2 separate regions of the Bombyx mori genome follow, and region 2 is linked to region 1. Evidence: chromatin contacts called from public Hi-C data. All regions are on one chromosome and are shown on one strand. Each heading gives the region's core, a stretch centred on a gene start, on an enhancer-like site or on the middle of the called end of the contact. The rest is flanking DNA. Distances are from core to core; before and after follow the strand shown. Region 1 holds the start of LOC101740677 (pleiotropic regulator 1). Region 2 holds the start of LOC101742251 (cytochrome c oxidase assembly factor 5).

Region 1 (2,700 bases), core at 104-2,603:
GCGGTTTCCGTGGTACAGTTAAAGCCCCCGAGGGGGGAGCTGGTGACGGTGAAGGTGTTGGTCCAGAGTATGGGACAACAGCCCCTTCCGACGGCAAAGGTGCAGTTTCCACTGTTTCTGCTAAAGAAAACATTCGATTTATTTCATTGCAATATCAAGGAGTATTGGACCGATTTTTTATTGAATGTAATGAGCATAGAACTCATGAGGTCCACAGCTAAATTCTTGCTGTTTTTTTATCATAACGAAAATGCAACTTTGTTGTAAAAAAAATTCCATAAAAATGAATAATTTTTTTTTTGTTTCTGTATTTGATCCATATTTCTGGAATGTTCTCGATTTTTGTAGAGATATCGTATTGACTATAAAAGCGTTGCAGAGATGACATGAAAGCAGTTATTAAAAGGATCTACTCAAAGCGAAACAGCAAACGGATCACCTGAAGCGAAGCGGAAGAAGTGAATTACGAATTGTAAAGTGTTTGGTAAGTGTTCTTAGTTTTAAATAGAGTTTTAATATGTACTTCAGTGGAAGTTTTATTTATCCTGAGCCTAAGCGCTTAACCGTATATAGGAGTTTGTTAATTGTTTTTACCTGTGGTCAGTGGAGTTTCAGGTCTACAGGTGACAGACTCTTGTTGTTTCAGGGCCTGAGCCTTCCGCACTGCACCCATGACTTGTCCGTAACTATCTCTTGCTTTAACCAATTTCAGTACTTTCTCTCTGTTAATGTAAAATTATAAATAATAATTATCTACTCTAGTGTTTTATGTAGTTATACATAACGTGACATTTTCCTCTAATTTATTTACCTTGACAACATTGTCTGCTCCCATAAAGGTTTTCTCCAGTACAGTAGAAAGTTTTAAAGGTTTAGCAGAAATTTTTTGATACGGAACAACAAATCGCTTAGTTTGTCTATTGTACCGATCTTTGAAATAGCTCATCGATTATTTCCATTAGGACTTGTATTAAACTAACCTCAAATAATATTATTCTGTTTTACTTACGCTTTATCGTCGATTGGCGGCAACATTCCTTGATTAGCTAGGAACATATCGTGCGATCTTTTCAACGATCGAAACACTAAAGTGTGTACAGAATGTTTAATCACGTCCTCAGACATTATGAAGTTATTAATTAATGTCTAAAATTACTTAAAGAATACGAAATACTATTAACTTGTAATATTAAATCAGCATTTAAATTCAATTTTATTTTTAATTAATGCATATTCCTTATGATTCTTACGAAAAGCTTTTTGGTTTTAACGGTGTCGAGACCAAGAAATACCCGACAACAAACAGCAACAACTTTCCTACAAAATAAATCCTACGTCAAACAAACGTCAAATGGACGGTATGAGCAGCGTCACTGTCAAGTGTCACTGTACAGATAATAAAAAATTTGGGCAAATGAATGCAAATCTCGATTAGCCTGCAACAAACATAATTATTATGATTTTTTGAAATTACCATTTTAATTGTTTTAAAACAAACATTTTAAATTCCTCTTATTGAGCTGAAATACTAAAGGGTATTTGAAGAAAAAATTTATTGTTTGTTGTTTATGCTTGTTGTGACGGATAGAAAGTACGGATTTGGCTCAGAATTTTATCAATAATTTAATTAGAGTTTGCTCCTAGAAATGAAAAAAACACTGTTTACACAACGTCGATTTTATTCATAAGTACAAAATTCGAGCATAAAAATTCATTGCGAAGAAAATTGTGGAATTGATTTTCAATAAAATACACAGTGGACTATATCTATATTTACCTCTAAATTCACAAGTAGGTACGAACATGACTAGAAATTGTGCTTACAGACTAGAAACTAGACTAGATACAGCTGCTCACTAGTTTTCGAATATTTATTGATTTAATGATAGCTATTTGTTATGTTAAATTACATACAATAAACATCCTCCAAAGTATTATTTACATTGTACAGTGTGCCTGGTGCGAGTTGTTTTAACTTCTCGATCGTGTAAAAGTTACTCAAAATTGTATGGAGCTGGGGCAGTTACTCTGCGTTTGCCGCTAAAGGCGCTGTTCCAACTCCATACAAATGGTACTAAGCACATTGTACTGTTCAACACACAGACTTGGAATACTTAATAAGTGCATACACAATATTTACATAAACACACAATTACCGTAAAAGAGCATTTTAGTATTTATGAACGAATGTTAATCACTGAACTACCAGAAATTTCGACGACGATTTTTCAAAACTAAAAAAGCATTACACTCAGTGAAACAAGAGTCAATAGTACGGTTGTTAAACGAGACGGTCAACGTTCGAATTTTCAATCGACTGCCAATCGTAATCGATTTCAGTTGTATCGGCGACGGAGAATACCGCGCCACTCTCGGTTCAGATGGCCGATTTCTCTGGATTATTAGCGTCGCTAACGCGGCGGGAGTGGGGCGCGCGGCGCAGCGTCCTCGGCTGAAGGTTCAGAGGAGGCAAGTTGGGGCGTTCGATCCTGGTTGGCGATGACACGAGCGGTCTCGTTCTGCGCAGCGTCTCGATACCGTTACGGAAGTAGTCCTCAGCTCTATCGCTGTAATTTTCTATCAGGGGCGCCGGGTCTTCGTATTCAACATTGAAGTGACGGGTGATGGCCAAGTCTTCGGGTGGGCCGAGTTTGTAGAGAGGGGGTTCGACGCACTCGTAGTGGTGGTCCTCCGTATCGT
Region 2 (2,700 bases), core at 185-2,684, 700 kb after region 1:
GGTTTCCATTCGGCATAAGCCATTTTGTATCTTTATAAGGTTTTAAGCTACACACGTGAGATAATGAGCGGACAAAAGTTAAATTAAAAACCTTCATTTTTATTAATGATACATTTCAGGCAGTTCGAACTTGCTGATACTAAATGTTGTTTCAAATAAATTGTAAATAATATTTGATTGATAACAACATTTTTTGGTTGATTGGTTTATTAGATTGGCAAAGGGAGAAGTGCCCAATTCGTTAAAAGTAAGTGTCTGAGAAAAGACCTAATCCTAGAGCTAGACCATAGGTGTGAGACGAGATGATTTTTTTTTGCTTAGATGGCTGGATGAGCTCACTGTCCACCTGGTGTTAAGTGGTTAAGTGGAACCCACAGACATTTACAACGTAAATGTGCCACCCACCTTGAGATGTAAGTTCTACGGTCTCAGTATAGTTACAACGGCTGCCCCACCCTTCAAGCCGAAACGCATTACTGGCCGTTTTCCAATTACAGCACAAGAGCGCATTATCCATTACTTAATGGTAGTTTTCCAATTACAGAGCATAATGCGACTCAGTGACGCACAATGCCGAATTATGCTGAAGTTTAGTTGAGCATTATGCCGCATAATGCGCTCTTGTGCTGTAATTGGAAAACGGCCACTGCTTCATGGCAGAAATAGGCGGGGTGGTGATACCTAACTGTGCGGACTCACAAGAGGTCCTACCACCAGTAATTACGCAAATTTTAATTTTGCGGGTTTGATATTTTTTATATACACGATGTTATTCCTTCACCGTGGATGTCGATCGTGAACAATTGTTAAGTACGTATTTCATTTGGTACCCGGTTGCGGCATTCGAACACTGGTGCACCGGACGTCTTATCCTTTAGGCCACGACGATTTTGACGAAATCAAGTAGCCTCTTAGTAAAACGGTGGAAGGTTACTGAAATGAAGTTAATGAATTCAATGGACTTCTTGCGAGAACAAAAGAAGCCATAATATCTAGTGTTATTGTTTCATTTTCCGACAGTGAAATGCAAATATTTTATGGTTCAGCGGAACATATATTATCGAAACATAATGAATAATATGATCAGACTTCAAATATTTAGTAGCGTTACTTTTACCAGTGCGTTGTCGTTAATAAAAGATAGATAGTTACAATGAAAACTACTTTATGGTTTAATCTCGCGTTTTTATTGTCAGCATTTTATTTAAGCAGTTTCGAATACTTAATAATTGTTTTGGTCACGGACTAAGATGTAAAAATAGTTTTAATTATGTCTACGACGAGCGAAAGCCGAGGGAAACCCAGTAGAGATAGTCATAAAAAATATCATTGCCATAGTATACGCACAGGCGTTTTAAGGCTCACTTCTATCAAACACAACATGAAGATTTGGCTTAAAAGAACAGATTCCAGGCCGCTCAAAAAATTCGAAAAAAAGTCCGTGAAGTTTATTGGTATTGGATTTATTAGTCGTAACTCGTAATCATAGAAATTGTAAATTAATACATTGCGGTTTTAATTTACGAGTTTGTTTACTATTGATAAATAATGGTTAGTTTTGCTCCTGATGAGATAGGCTTAGTAGATCAGTCGCCATGTGCCGGTATACGTGCAGATTTAAAGTCATGTTTATTAAAAAGTGATTGTTGCAAAAAGGTTAGTTTTAGTGTATCATAAAAACGGCATATATTTTTATTAGATACACTGAAATATTTATATATTTAATGATTCAGTTAAATTTTTTTAATCCATTCAACACATCAAAAATGTCAAGCCTAAGGTATTTATTACATTTATAGGATTAATTTTTAAAATCACTGCCTATGTTGTTCCTTAAAATATTTATAATGGATAAATTTCATTTCAGGACAAAAAGACACCAAGGGAATGTTTAAAAGATGGCTTAGTGCCTGAAGAATGCTTACAATTGAGACAAAGCTTCTTTGAGTGTAAACGATCTTTAGTAAGTACTAAATATAAGAATATTTGGCTTTGAAATGATGTAAAAATAACCTGAGTATACAGACAAAATAGCATAATATGACTTAAAAAAAAGTAAATAAAAATTAAGTTAAATGCGATGGATAAGTAAATTTAAATATATATTTGTATATTTTCAGCTAGACAATAGAAGAAGGTTTCGAGGTCATAAAGGATATTAAAATATATTATTTTAAACAATTTTATTAAGTGTTTAGTTCATGAAATTACCTATTGAAGATTTAAATACAAAATAATGCAGAGTAATAGGTACTTAAAACTGGTCTTTTTTTAGTTGTAAGTCATTCCCTTCAATGCAGTTTACTATATAATATTTTCAATTCTTTATAGTTTAGTTAAATGTGTATTAGTCATGTAATATTCCATAAAACTCAAATCAGGATTTTCTGGGCTAGAGATATTTAAGGGTCAAAGAAAAACTATAATTAACTACTAGGCCATAAAAATAAAAAGTTAACAGTATTTGAGGCAAAATAAAATTCCAGGGTATTTTCATACATTTCTACTGAATTGTTTCACTTGTAAACTGAACCAATAAATTTTATGACTGTAATTTACTTAACTGTGACATGGTTTTATAATAAGTTCTAATGGTAAGACAATACCTGCCTGATCTGTACTATGCCTCCAGGTATAATAAGCATTATTATAGATTTTAAAAGCATTAAAGTAGTTCCTCAATTAGGAGTTTAAAATCAG

The links. Hi-C and Micro-C count contacts between places; a contact is called where the count stands out from the background.
Region 2: a Hi-C map of middle silk gland shows a contact between it and region 1, with 1.5 times the contacts expected there. The contact joins the promoter of LOC101742251 here to the promoter of LOC101740677 in region 1. A contact is called at or near these places in 2 of 7 Hi-C or Micro-C datasets (middle silk gland and whole pupa).

What each region holds. Positions count from the first base shown.
Region 1 is chr23:1,618,974-1,621,673 of ASM3026992v2, forward strand. LOC101740677 (pleiotropic regulator 1) reads right to left here and starts at 1,354. Exons shown (of 8, transcript XM_004925419.5): 1 at 1,010-1,354; 2 at 595-722; 3 at 1-117. The coding sequence starts at 1,125. It overlaps LOC101740918, which reads right to left. Exons shown (of 4, transcript XM_004925420.5): 4 at 1,657-2,700. The coding sequence ends at 2,378.
Region 2 is chr23:2,323,821-2,326,520 of ASM3026992v2, forward strand. LOC101742251 (cytochrome c oxidase assembly factor 5) reads left to right here and starts at 1,435. Exons shown (of 3, transcript XM_004925429.5): 1 at 1,435-1,656; 2 at 1,868-1,963; 3 at 2,121-2,700. The coding sequence starts at 1,549. The coding sequence ends at 2,162. LOC101741861 (probable cysteine--tRNA ligase, mitochondrial) reads right to left here and starts at 430. Exons shown (of 1, transcript XM_004925426.5): 1 at 1-430. The coding sequence starts at 97.